Linked DNA regions of Gossypium hirsutum: all the other regions are linked to region 1. The links are chromatin contacts, called in public Hi-C maps. All regions are on one chromosome and are shown on one strand. Each heading gives the region's core, a stretch centred on a gene start, on an enhancer-like site or on the middle of the called end of the contact. The rest is flanking DNA. Distances are from core to core; before and after follow the strand shown. Region 1 holds the start of LOC107951758 (protein RGF1 INDUCIBLE TRANSCRIPTION FACTOR 1). Region 2 holds the start of LOC107951756. Region 3 has its middle 31 kb from the start of LOC121211498.

Region 1 (2,770 bases), core at 140-2,639:
CCTAAAGCTTTGTACTTTGCTCTTTGTGCTTCCATTGCTAACACCATTCAATGACTCAGCATCCGACCCGTCTGTTTCCTTGCACATTTTCCTTTTCCTGATGAAGTTCTTTGATGTCCCAACAATCTAAAATGGTTTAATTACAACCATAAAAAAAATTTAAAGGGGCCAAAGATTGGAGGAATTATAGTAAATGCAGATGAATGAATTACCTTGCAACCAAGAGAACAGAAGCTGAAGGAATCAAGGAGGCTGCGCTCGCAGACTTGGCAAGTATTGGTGACACCTTTGCCAGGCCTAGGCTGAGGCCTTTCATTCAAGAACACAATCCTCGCACTGTTTATAATATATGTTTGAATCCCTGTTATGTCTACGAATTTCTGAATCTCAGAAACCCTTATCACATCATGGTATGAAGATCTCCTTATCTGCATCAAACAATAACCCATCCCCAAATTTTAGCACAAAAAATTTGGTCAACAATGTCCTATTGCTGTTCTAAATAGTTTTAAGCTATTTTGACTATTGAAAAAAAGAAGAAGGGAGATTAAAAAAACAAATTAATTGCCTGTTGCCCTTTTGTCAATCACCCAAAGAAAAAGGCACATGACATTGCTGAAATCAATGTACATTCATATAATTTTGTGCCTATGATCAAACAAGGATAACTTCATGATAATGGAATATTTGTGTATGAATAGCCCAGAAATGGGAAAAAAATCCAACTACTTATGGTACCTGAATAGCTCTATGGTCTTTGTGATAAGCAAGGCAAAGAGAACAAAGAGCACCGTTCATGCAATCCAAGCAATACATATTGCATTCACTCTTATGAGCGTCAGCATGGAGTTTGCATTGAACAAAAAAGCTTGTTTGTAGCAGTGGTCTCAGCCATGGCGGCCACTTCACTTCCTCTTTATCATCATCATAATCCGGACCACCTCCTCCCTGAATTATACCCCCTCCCCCCCCAAAAAAAAATATCATCACATCATCTCAATGACAGTATCCTTTTACAACCAAATACTAATATAAAACCAAGAAAAAGAAAGTAATAATTGAGGAAGATAGATATATATAACTGAACAAGGTGGTTGAAGGGCTAACCATGATTCTTCTGCTTTTTGGTTTGATTTCTCTAACCGTTGTTTCTTGATCAATATTGATCATTTGGAGCCAGTTCTGGGAGAAAGAAGAATAGGAAAAAAAAAAAGGGAGAAACTTTCTTGGAAAAACTTTTTAAAATTTTTCTAGGGAAAAAAGAAGGGGTGAGAAGAAGAAAGAAAACAAGTGGGGTTCCTTTGTAGTGGTGGGTGGTGGATGGGGGCATCGAAGGTGCTTATCTTTGGCTTAAAAGTCTTCAACCGAACCTCAATCCGAACCTAACCCAAAAGTAATATTAAATAAATAAAAATATATTTATTATTAGATGCGTTTATTTCAAGAAACTTCATGACCCTCTTAAATTTTCATTTAAAAAAATTTATTTTCTCGATATTAAAAAATGGTTTTCTTATTTTAAAAATTCATATAAATTTACTTGGACAGAATAGGTTGAGGCTGGCAATTGGGAACCCTGATAGATGGCTCATTATGATTAGACATTTGGAAGGCCAAGATGTGGACACGTGGAAGGAGTAATGAATCAGCTAGAATGCAAGGAGGGTGAAAACGCCATGTGTTAAAACTTATTTACTTAAATTGCATGGTGAAGTAAAAGTTAGGGCTTTGGAATTTGCCACCTCAAATGCTGAAGGATCATATAAATACAAAGATTTCTCTTTAGAATGCTCTTGAAGATGATGAGTTGTTGGTGCATGCAAATGCAAGGGAATATTATCATATTAAATCTTTTCTGGCCTGAAAAACTCCTATGTTTTACTACTACAACTAGCCTAGGTTTTAAATATTCTTATTTTTTATGTTTTAAAAGATAAATCATTAAATTTCAAATAAATGATTTTATGAGAGAATAATTTGAAAAGCAAAAAAAAGCTAAATAATTTTCGTCCAAAGTAGATGCAAATTCCATCATAAAATTCAGGGTAGTAGGACGATAATTTCAAGGTATTGATTTTTTACCTTTTCATCTATAATAAAGGGTTCACAATTAAAATTTATTTTTATTTTTTTAAAAAAGCTTATATTTCAGAGTTATATGTCAGTGTAGTGGGTGGATTGTTATGAAAATTGGTTGAGTATATATTAACATTTTAACAATTGGAAATACTGAACATAATTTTTATGTTTATTTTATGGTTTTTGAAATTTTTAGTTAATTTTAAATTTTTTTTAAGAATGTGATATGCTTTATTAATGTACTAAATACTTACTAATTATTGTACTATTTTTAAATTTTTATAAAATTGATAGCATAGTCTCTTCCCACCTTAAATTGATTTTAATACATTAACTCATCCGACAAATATTTTAAAATTATTTAATTTGTATTAAATGGTGTTTAAAATTTTTATTAAACACTTATTTAACACAAATTTAAATCGTATTACTTCTATCTTTTATTCTAAATAATTAATATAATAAATTAAGAAAATGACCAAAGGCAACACAAATTATTTAACAAAGCTATGCATATGGAATACTAGCTTCACGCATCCAAAAACCTAGAGATCATAAAATTCAAATATAAAATTACAAACTCCAACACTTTGGTGTACCCTTAATATGACACTTGAGGTTGTCTCTTTGAGCCTTGAAGAACCATTTATTTGCAATTTTATTTATTCAAAATTTCCATATAAATAATTTT
Region 2 (2,770 bases), core at 96-2,595, 230 kb before region 1:
CTTCCATCATTCTAACGATACCGCCAACAATAACTTTGATTCCCATTCTACTAAGCCCTCCTCCAAAATCCTTTTTCCAAAAATCAAAATATCCTCCTGCAAGCCCTGTACCAGTTTGCCTTACATAGTTTCCTTCGTTTCAACTCTCAAGCATGCAAACTTAAAAATGTGAGTCGTGAGTGAATAACTTTTGACGCAGGTAAGCTGTTTGAAGAAATTCCCGTTAGGCATTGGAACATTTCCTTTTTTATGCATGAGGTTCATCTTACAAACGAACACTAGTACTAGGAAAATAGATTGCATATTCTCATCCATCAGCACATATCCTTTCATAACTTTGAGAGGAAAACTACAATAGAGCATTTGTGTTACTAATTTTTTTTAAGTTTAGTGACTGAATTATAATTTTTAAAATTTAATAATTATTTTATTATTTTAATTAAAGTTGGGTGATTGTAAGTTTACTTTACCCTTATTTTTACTATAGATGGAGATTCATTTGTTTTTTAAGCTTGAGCAATTTGAAATCAGAGAAAACAACATATCATCAAATGTTTATCTTTGATTTTTAAGATGTCAACAATCTCCTTATTCTACAAAAGTTTTTTTTTTTAAATCGGGTTTATTGGAATACTAATGGCATGCATGCGAATTCAACAAAGAAATTCGGAAAAAAAGAAAACCTTGAACGTTAGAGAAGATATTTATTGTCATATAGTTGAATTAAAAATTGCAGAAAAATAGAATTTTTGTTAAAATTTGCCAAAATGTGCTGCATAAAATATATTGTTTGAGTAAATGTGGACGCTGACCTCTAGGTATGTTCACTATTTATAATTGGCTGGAAACTTAAATGGGACTATAGAATATAAAGATACTTTATCATTAAATCACTGAATAACAAAAAATGTGTATTTAATATATATATATATATATGATGTGAAATAATGAGTGGAAACTGTGTATGATATGTTTTAATTAGATTAATTTATTTTTTCTATTAATATTTGATCCCAATTTTTTTTGGAGTAAACGGAAAAGTTAATTGATGTTAAAAGATCACGTAAAAGATTTGATTTGTTATTCTCCTATTAGAATTTTTAAAATTGACTCTAAAATGTTAAGCATTAAATTGTTAAAAATTTTCAGATTATTAATTTTGAAATTCTTTTTGTAAATTTATAATAAATTCAATTTATAAAAAAAATGCAATTACTTAAATTAATTGTTAATATTGTATAATATTCTTATTTTTCAATTACTTAAATTTGAGAAATAATTGTTATAGATGCAATTTTACCGAATATATGTAAAAGTAAACGTCCACGTAACCAAATCTGGGAACTCATAAAATAAAATAATAAATGGAGAAAAGAAAAAAGAAAAAAGAAAACATCCTTCCATTTTATCCTCAACACACCAACAGAAGCAGCGACTTGGAGCCTCTCTCTTAAACATTCACCAAAATCTTTGTGGATGGGGATGTCTTCTGCTTCCAATTCTCCATCCTAAACTAAGAAAACCCGATTCCCAGACGGCTCTTCCTTCCCTAATAGATTCCCATTTTAGTTAATAATAAAAACCAAGTGTTTAAACTACTTTCAACTATGTCCTTCCTTACTTCTATTTCATCTCCTCCACAAATTAACTCCCTTTTTTCCTCTTCAATTTTCTCTCTATACCGCTTCTATTCTCCTTTATTTTCTTCTCTATATCACCACAAACGAAGTTATGGGAGTGGGAGGATTATAAGAGAGTTGGGGTTTCTGGGTGATTTCAGAGGTAAAGGGAGGGTGACTTCTGGTTCAATGGGGAAACAGAAAGGTGGGTTCTTTTGTGTTTCTTCTCCTTGTGGTTCTAGAGGGAGTTGTAGCTGTAGCAGTAGCAATGGAGATGAATTTGAGAGTGAAGAAGATGAGGAGGAAGTCGATGATGAAGAAGAAGGTGCTCGGTCGTTTTGTGTTTTGCCTGACAGATGGGATGTTCTTGGCCTTGGTCAAGCCATGGTATATTTCTTAACCATTCTTGTTTATATGTTATCTCTTGGTGTTTTGAATTTATACTTAAATGTTAAATTTGTGTTTTTTCAATGTCTTTTTTAGTAAAGTATAGGGAAAAGAGAATTGATGTTAAGGATATAAGCCTTGTAATGTAGTACATTTCTATTTCGTTTCTTAGAGAGGAAAATGGAGTTTGGCTGATATATTTTCTTTTGTTCCTTTCAATCCTACATTTTTCTTGTTGCTTTTAAATCATTAAGGCTTTGGTACTTTGTTCGGGCACTTGTTTTTTACAATTTTCCTTTTGATTTTCTTAAAGCTGGTTAAAAGCATTATCATGTTTGTTAAAATTATACTAATAGCTAAAATATTGTACACATTGAAACATAATTGTTCTGTATAGAAATGCGATTATGCATTTTGTGACGCAAAAATTTAATGAAGAGATGTTATGCCTCGTTTAGGATTTTGGTTGCATTTTCTTACCTTTACCTTAGAAACAACTAGCATCTAGTAAGCATAAAAATAAAGTAGAACCTAAGCATAAAAATAAAGTAGAACCTTACTTATTAATGAAAAGATTGGTCAATTTTGGCTCTATTTTTGGGAACCTGTAAAAATTTTGGCTAGGGGTTAAAGAACTGTTTCCATTCTTCATCTTGAATAGTAATCTGCTGTGTCTATCAAGGTGTTCTTACTGGTTTGTGCTTTTGTTGCTTTACTTAGAAGGCAATTACAAGAAGTTGAGTTATGAAATGGATTATTTAAAG
Region 3 (2,770 bases), core at 79-2,578, 160 kb before region 1:
AAAAATTATCTAAAATTTCATTTTTTATAAAAAAAATACATACAAAATTATAAATAAATGGATACACACTTTTCTCTTTTTCTAACCTAAATTTTATTTATTAACATAATACTTTTATAAATAAAATATTTTTCAAGAAAAAACCATGAACAAGACTTGAATCAAATTCAAACTTTTTCTCTTTTTAGTTTATTTTATGAATAATAAATTTTATTCTACATCTACCTTTGCTCCATAGTCTTTGTCAAATTTACCAAGCGCTGAGCACTACCTTCGTCCACAATGATCGACACCAATATCTGTTACTCCAAACTCCTTGATTTCCACATCCTCCATTATTACCATCAAATTAGGAATTAGTTGTGGAGTTGTTGGCATGGCCTTCCACCTACTAAGTCTCCAAGACCTCATCCTCACCTATATATCCCCAACATGAACGCCCTCAAGCACAACCTCAACCTCAAACTCAACAAGCTTGTTCTTGGCAACAACTTAAAGACATCGATTCTCATCTTTTTCGACCTTAGGTTGTAGTTTTTGACCCAAACAGAACATGATGATTGTTAATATTGAGAAAAAGGGAAATGTTGAATTTGCATAAGTTTTCTTCATGACCTTTTTCCCATTAAATATTTATTTATAAAATTATTATTTCATGTTAAAAATGAGGAAAATAGATATTTATTTATATTTATAATTTTGTAAGTATTTTTAAAAAAAAGGAATTTTAAATATTTTTTAAAATTAAAAATTAAGATTAAATTGATAAAATCTGTAAATATTAGAAGGTTAAATTTATTACTATGCCAATTTTAAAAAGAACACCATTAGTGATTTAACGAAAGAGGCCAAAATATTAAAATTTGATAACTAAAATAAAAATTTATAAATGTGAATGACCAAAAGAGAAAGAAGGTTAAAAAATGATTGACATTTACCCTTGTAAAAATCAATGCTTCATACGCAAATTAAACACGTGCATTATAGTTTGTGTTGTATTTAAAGTTGAATAAATTCATAAAACAAAATTATGTTCCTTAACATTGCAAACTCATCACATATTTTAGGATTCCAATTGAATGCCTCCAAGTTAGATTGTGGGCCGTTGGAAAATAAGAAAGAAAACAAATTTGTGCGTAAAATGATTAACATATATAACCATACAATTAATTAGTTGGTGAAGTCGGTAACCTAACAGAGAGTTATTAAATACAAAAGTTTATTATTATTATTCTCACTAAATTTGTCAAATGAAGAAAGGGACATATATATCGACATTTAGGCAGGGTTCATCAATGGTGGGTCCCACTTCCCACCCTATCTTACCTTTGATGGTGGAGCAAGTGGACCAAATTACTTTAATAAAAAGAAAAATAACGTTACAGAACACGGATATACTATAAGAAAATATAATATAAGAGATAGATAGGTTTAAGGGCAAGAAAAGAGAAAGCATATATTATGTGAGAGAAAAAGATGCAACTAAAACTGACTGATGGGTCCAAAAACATTGAGACTCCTGTTGTTAAGGATAAGAAGCAACTATTAAGAATAATTCTTCCCTTTCCTTTTCTCATCTTTATGTTTTTGTTTTCTCTTTATCAGTCTATTTTATATAATATATAAAATAATTTTAATTGTCTTTGTTTTATTTATAAATTTTTGTTACAATAATTATCACTTAATTATACTTATTTATTTAGATTGATTATCATTTAATTATATATTAATTAAAACTAAGATTTACTACTATAAATAGATAAATTCATAATGCAATTTTGTTCAAGTAGCATTTAGAGACCAAAAAAGAAAAAAAGTCGTAGTATTATTTGATAAGTTTTGTTTTCATAAAAAAATTATTAATTTTTTCTTTAATTATTATTATTATTTGATATATTGAGATATATTGAAATTAACTTTATTCCAAAAATAAAAAAAATATTTTTTTTATAAAAAACTTAAGTCGGATACAAATATATGTAAACATAGTAAAAAGAGAAATGTCAAGCTTGATAAATTTTAATTTTCTCTTTTTGGTGGTAATCTCAATTCTAACTTATTCAATATAAGAATGCTATATCTATCTTATTTCTTTATTTTTCTAAAAATTTCCCCACTATTACCTTTTTCTTCTATTTTCTTTTTATCTCTATTCTCACTCTATCATTTTAATATTGGTGGTGAAGTTTTTTTACTCTACAAGTGGGCTTAATAAATTGCCTATGTGCCTTATTTATTTAGATTTATTTTTTAAATATCAATTAAAAATATTGTACAATTTCTTAAAGTTTAATTGTACAATTAAAAAGCTTCACTGCAATGTATAAAATAATAACCCTAATTTATAAATTGAAACTTTTGAATGGATGAAAATATATAAGTTATATGAATATACCTTCTACCTTATTCTTACTGATCATATATACCTTTCTTTACATTCAGAGGAGCATATTTATATGATTATGGAATTTCAAAACAATCCAAAGTTTTATCACTTTCCAAGTGGAAAGTACAGAATTCCAATTGTAAAGTGTCTTTTAAAAAGAAATTCAATTCCAATTTGGACAAGATATGAACAAGACAGATGAAACCATTTGTACAAGTCACACTTTTCGCAACTCATCTTTTTTTAATAGTTTGGATTTTCTTTTCAACCCCCCCGCCCCCCCAAAAAAAAGTGTTGGTATAATTTGTTGCCAATTTTCATATTTTCGTATTTATTTTCATTAATAATGTCATTTCTATTAATGATATTTTATTAGAAATAAAT

What was found. Hi-C and Micro-C count contacts between places; a contact is called where the count stands out from the background.
Region 2: a Hi-C map of leaf shows a contact between it and region 1, with 2.9 times the contacts expected there. The contact joins the promoter of LOC107951756 here to the promoter of LOC107951758 in region 1. A contact is called at or near these places in 13 of 34 Hi-C or Micro-C datasets (callus, fibers, leaf and 2 more).
Region 3: a Hi-C map of hypocotyl shows a contact between it and region 1, with 2.0 times the contacts expected there. The contact joins the enhancer-like site here to the promoter of LOC107951758 in region 1. A contact is called at or near these places in 3 of 34 Hi-C or Micro-C datasets (hypocotyl, leaf and petal).

What each region holds. Positions count from the first base shown.
Region 1 is chrA02:95,381,643-95,384,412 of Gossypium_hirsutum_v2.1, reverse strand. LOC107951758 (protein RGF1 INDUCIBLE TRANSCRIPTION FACTOR 1) reads right to left here and starts at 1,389. Exons shown (of 4, transcript XM_016886894.2): 1 at 1,108-1,389; 2 at 739-948; 3 at 213-428; 4 at 1-126. The coding sequence starts at 1,170.
Region 2 is chrA02:95,611,634-95,614,403 of Gossypium_hirsutum_v2.1, reverse strand. LOC107951756 reads left to right here and starts at 1,345. Exons shown (of 5, transcript XM_016886893.2): 1 at 1,345-2,006. The coding sequence starts at 1,608.
Region 3 is chrA02:95,543,474-95,546,243 of Gossypium_hirsutum_v2.1, reverse strand. No RefSeq gene overlaps it. Among protein-coding and RNA genes, the nearest start is that of LOC121211498, 31 kb to the left of the region's middle. Within about 2 kb of position 1,328, at least 3 of the 9 cell types and tissues checked have an H3K27ac peak or open chromatin away from gene starts, as enhancers often do. A contact at or near this core is called in hypocotyl and leaf, where this site is marked.